Regions from separate parts of the Drosophila melanogaster genome. Here region 2 is linked to region 1. The links are chromatin contacts, called in public Hi-C maps. All regions are on one chromosome and are shown on one strand. The core of a region is the stretch at or near the end of the contact, and the rest is flanking DNA. Distances in the headings are between cores, read along the strand shown. Region 1 holds the start of lncRNA:CR45755 (long non-coding RNA:CR45755). Region 2 holds the start of ringer (ringmaker).

Evidence for each region. Hi-C and Micro-C count contacts between places; a contact is called where the count stands out from the background.
Region 2: a contact with region 1 is called in a Hi-C map of the Kc167 cell line, with 4 times the contacts expected there. A contact is called at or near these places in 2 of 107 Hi-C or Micro-C datasets (the Clone 8 cell line and the Kc167 cell line) and 1 of 7 datasets of targeted methods (the Kc167 cell line).

What each region holds. Positions count from the first base shown.
Region 1 is chr3L:16,176,314-16,179,078 of dm6, reverse strand. lncRNA:CR45755 (long non-coding RNA:CR45755) reads left to right here and starts at 1,444. Exons shown (of 1, transcript NR_124954.1): 1 at 1,444-1,734. It overlaps lncRNA:CR45754 (long non-coding RNA:CR45754), which reads right to left and starts at 2,269. Exons shown (of 1, transcript NR_124953.1): 1 at 1,823-2,269.
Region 2 is chr3L:16,358,178-16,361,004 of dm6, reverse strand. It overlaps ringer (ringmaker), which reads left to right and starts at 1,577. Exons shown (of 3, transcript NM_140624.3): 1 at 1,577-1,706.

The DNA of each region.
Region 1 (2,765 bases), core at 195-2,694:
ATGGTTTACATTCCAAAGGAATTAAAAACATAAAACAAATATGCATAATACATTTTATTAAATATATATAAGTTTCTTAGTGATGTCTTCCATCAAAATGTAACTGGTATGCTGGGTATATTTCAAAATGGGTTATTGAAACCCTTTTGGTTTGAAAGTGTATGAGTTCGAAAAAAAAAATACCTATCCCAAAAAATCCTCACAAGCAACGACAACAACAACAGCAAGGGCAACAACAAATTGTGCCCAGCAGACAACAAGGAAAATGCAGACGGCAACAACAAGATGCAAAACGCAAATATCGGCAAGAGACGCTGATGACGACAGCGAAGCACAAACACAAACGCAAACACAAACACAAACAACCACCGACTGAGGCAGCAGACTTTTTGGTTTGCTGACGTTGTTGTTGTTGTTGCGGCTGTTGTTGTCGGTCTGCAGACGAGGAATACTTTTCAAGGTCACGCATAGAATTTCGGTATTTTGTTTCATGCGTCTGCTGCTGCACACACACATACTAACAAACAACACGAGTGCAAAGTGAAAGAGCGAGAAGGAAAACAGACTGCGACAGACTACACCTATCCCTTTTCGGCATTACCAGAGAGCTTTTAGCATACCCTGTAGTTAAGGAGGATGTGTGGAGGTCCTGGTTCAATAAAAAGTAAAACATACTAATACAAAATAAATGTAAAATATTATTCCTTCTTTCAAAGTATCATTTAGTATAATTATTGTTTATTGATTAAATGATATTGATACATAAACTTTGATTTTGCTTACTATCTCAGAAATGCTTAACCTAAAATTGTTAAATGCATACACATACATAAGAAACAGTTCCATGTGCAAGTGAATTTAATCAAAAGTGAAGCAAAACAGATTTAAGCAATTCAGCTAAATGATAAGTTAGTATATTATTATGTTTAAATGTATAAAAGCTCTTTAAAGTTTTGCAGCTTATCTATAAACAAACATTTTTTGACGTCTCAAACCATAAAAGTGGTTATATCTCTAAAAAAAAGTTCTCTCGTTTTCCGCGCTTTTTAATTGTTGTTATAAACTAAGATAGAAAGTGCAAGGGTCGCCAGATTCTACTGTTATATCAGAAATAAAGTTAAAAATATTTCACTTATCTGACAATTTTTTGTTTTGCATACTAAAGTGTAAAAGATATAATTTATTTTACATTACATAAATATGTAAGTGATTTATAGACGTACAGTCATGGAACAAACCTACATGCCCGCTTATGAAAACTGGGTATCCATCGCGTCGAGTTTCCGCGTGTGTCCTTCCGAAAATTTCCATGCATTTGGTGGGCTATATGTTGCATCGATGAGAGCGCAAAGAGAGCCTAGCCTGTGTTTGAGCAGAGCATTTGAATCACTTTGAGGCTGAGGCGTCTGGTGTCTGTGTCTCGCTGTCTGTACCCGTGTCTGTGTCTGACATTGAGCCACTTTGCGACCGGTCGCCTGTCTCCTGTCTCCAGTCTCCTGTCTGCAGTCTCCCGGCTCTCCCCTCATCACCACGAATGCTCTCCACATCGTCAGTGGCCGCCGTCTGGCGGGGAGAGCTGTAATCGTGGGCACACCGAAAGAATATATTCCCCAATGATCTGAAACTAAGAATCCATAAGTTAGGTTTATTACGAAGACAGCAATGAAATAAATTCGTATCCCGTTGAAAATAAGCCATCTATGCTTGAAAACGAACTAGGAACTAAGCAAATACATTCTTCATTATAATATTACATTGAAAATAAAGAATATTTGGATATGATATTATCAAGAAAGTGAAAGGATAACACATCATACATTTTCCCGGTGCAGTCTTTGGATTTCGTGGGGAGGAGAAGTTCGGGGTTTGGTTGGATTCCAACCGAAAAAATTGCCTTAATAGCGCATTTTCGTTGATTTTTTTGGCACTTGTTCTTGTTGTTGGCCGTAGTTGTCCTTGAAGTCGCTCACGTTGCGACGACTGCCTTTCAATCGCCCTTTCCTTGCAGTCTGCCCTCCACTCCTCTCGCTCGCACTCGCTCGCTCCGCCGTCTCCCCGTCCTTGTCGTCAGCCAGGGATTCGAGTCGACTTTAAGGACTTCGTCGGCGCTTGGCTTGTCCTTTATTTCTTTTAATGAGACACTTGTGTATCCTTTGCAGAGAAGGTACATACAAGTGTTCTTTTCTTAAGCTTTGTTCGACTTTTTCTTCGGTTATTTTCTCGTCTTCTTTTGCTACTCTTCCGTGATGCACTGGAAATAAATAAATGTATGTAAATGTTAATTAAATTGAAATTTAATCTGATTTAATAACAATGCGTGTCAGTATTTTTAAGAAACTAAACTTTATCTACATCTAGTTTATAAACGTGAAAATACATAGTCAACTTAAATGTGGGCAAGCTTAAAAAATTAAACCACATACATTAATTAAAAATACATTTTTCACAAGGACTTCTTTTTCGAAAAGATTATGTTCCTATATCAAATTGTACATGCCCAAACATATTTTCTGACAAATCGTCAAGAAACTCCTATTACTTTACTTTTGCAAATTACCTTTATTGTAATTATGTTCATATTTCAAATCTACGATCTCGATTTCTCTCTATGTACGTTTTTCGTGACTTTTTTTGACCTGGCATTTAATAGGATAATAAGCAAATAGGCTTATGTAAGGCAAGGAAAAAAGGACACACATTCCCATCGAGGAGCCGTTGACAATGACGTTAGTCCGGAGAGCTGAGGGCACACAAAAAAAAGGAAG
Region 2 (2,827 bases), core at 328-2,827, 180 kb before region 1:
TTCCAGCCTGGCTTAATGAGCTGGTTAGTTCTGGCCTGGAATTGAAGTTGGATTGGCAATATAGTCCGGTCCACTTGGTTCACTCCCTTTGTTCTGTCTCGAGTGGACTGTGCCCTGATTTGTGTACCACCATTGGTTCTTTGAACTGCCTTCGTGGCTAATTAAAGGTGCACTTAAGATAGGCCAGGTGGCAAGAATCATGTTTTTCATTTTTCAGGACTGGGAGTACTTTGATTTTATGTCCTAGAAAAAAAGAGCAAACGAATCAGTCTAAAAGGTATTTCAGCTGTAAAACATTCCATAAATATAGGAAATTTAACTCTTTCTAATTTTAATTAAAGAATATTCTAAACGTCATCTGGTCAATAAACTAAATGAATATTGTAGAATGAAATATTTAAATTACATATCAAACATTGTATATTAAATAATAATAATCAATGGACCTCTGTTTGTAATACCTAATGCTTAATTTACGAAATTAATTAGAAGTCTCCTCAGGGTATTTCGTTTTCCAAGTTAGTCTTTCAGTTGCTTTGTATTTTGGTTTTGGGCCAGGGCTATGACTTCATCGAGTTGGCCACAAAAACTTACCAAATTCTTCCGACCGTCAGTTCTCATAAATCAATGTCAAAGGTTTTTTTTTCGTTCGTTTAGGGTTTGTTTTGGGTTTAGGACGGGCTTGTTGTTTCAGTATGTGTTTAATCATTTTATGGAGTGCGAAGTAATTTCCTTATGATTTCCTATTTGACTTTTACTTTTTCCTGAATGTCCAAAATAGAAAAGTTCAAAGAACCCATTTACCTAGTAAGGCGGTCGACAAATCTTAACCGCTTGAAATAAGTACTCATTTGCATAGCTAAGCATGAGCTCACTGGTTAGTATAGCCCAAGTCACACCCCAAAAACACGTCTAAGTAAGCCCAAAAGATACACCCTTCATTATTCGAATTGTCTGGCACTTGTTGTGTGTGTTTTTTGCCCAACAATTTCACGCATCGTTTTTTGTTTTTTTGCGCTTAAACAAATTTACTGACTACAAACTCACTGTTTTAGTAGCTCAGACTGTGTGGCGAACCCCTCCCCTTCTCTTTAGACAATATAAAATCAGGAAAAGCTTTAAGCTTTATTCCCTAGAATTTCACTCACAACAAACCAAAATTTTGAGTGTAACTTGTTGGTTTGATAAGATTCTGGTGTGTAGCGTCACTTTTGTTATTCTGAGTTGTTTTTAGGTCTCGTTTGTTTCTTTTTCTTTCTGATAAATGGCTTCGTCGTGTGGCTTTCGTTGTTAGTTTTCGTGTATAAAATTTTGCGAAATGAAGTCATCGCTTGAAAAAAAATTGGGGGGTCAGTAAAAGTGTCTATAAGATCCAAATCGTTTTCCTTATCTCATTCAGAAAGTTTTGGAATTTATGTTAGCTCACCAACGATTTGCCATCTTTTCTTTGGATAAAATGCTAAGGAGGATTTTCCTTTTTGAGTTTCTATTTCACTCAGCGAAAGCTCACTCAAAACAAAAATATCACTCATACGCCGCTTGGGCCTTCGCTAGCCACTGGCTGCGCATTTGTCCAAACAGTTGAGTTTCGACATCGCCAGCATTCGCGCGTTTGCCTTAAAGTGATTGGAAAATAGCCGAGGAATAAAACAAATATTTTTTTGGAAATATATTCAAGAATTTTTGGAACTTTTTTAATAACAAATGTAAGTTGGAAACGTTTCGAGAAAAATAATCTAGTTCGTTGGATTTATTTTTTTTTTTAAAATGTTACTGTATCCTGCATCTATAAGCAGACTCCGAGCCAAGGATATTTTTTTTATTCATTTTATGAGTAGCAGGTTCATATTTTCAAGAGCAGATTTTGACCCACTTACCGCGCATCGCGTTCCCCTTTTCTTTTGTTCCTGGGGAGCACCATTGTTTTCGATTTCCTTTGGGAGGTCCTGATTTAGGCGCATTTTCCCCGCTTCCGTGTGTATATATGCGTGCATTTGAATCATCAGTCTGAAATTCCAGTACCGAGACCCCCCAGGAAACCCCTTCTCCAAACTGGCGCTTGCGCGTTTCCCAGCTCCCAGTGATGTCATCTGGGCTAGTGGTGATGTAGCTACACATTTCATACACATATTATGTCCCGAGCATAAGTCCCCCTCCTAAGTCAATGATTTCTCTATTGCGTTGCGTGCTCTATCAGAATGCCCATGACTTCCTGTTTTGTTCCCCCCAAAATAAAAGTTCTCTTTAATTTATGCATTCAGTCCGAGGTGCTAATATTTCTGTGTGTTTATTAACACACGTAAACTCATATGTGGTGCAGTATTTCATGTTTCTCCCCCCAAAGTCGTTTGTTTTATAAATATACATCGAGATGACCCAAATTTCGCTTCCTCCATTCGCTTTCCAGCGGTCCACTTGAGGTAGGTTGGGTTTATAATTGCGTTCCCCTCTCCAGGAAGTCCATTCTTTTCGAAAATGGCTATCTATAATATTCATTCATATTCCTATTCAAATTGTGGTCATATGTCATATATATTGCCCAATTAACTTTTACCATTTTGGTAGAAAACTAATTAAAATGTTGGCAACGAATTCGCAATGCTCGACTGGAGCTGGATGAGAACTTGTTCTCCAAATCGAAAATACAGAGAAAGAATCCAAAACAGAGATGGGAAATGAGAAGAATCGAATTATTTATGGTCTGACAAGCAAGCGGATTATTTCTGATTTAGACTATCCACGCTCCCCATCAGACTGCCTGATTTTCTGCCATTCATTTCACGAGGGGTATCTGCACTTTGAGTTGCCAAAGAATATTAAGAAAATA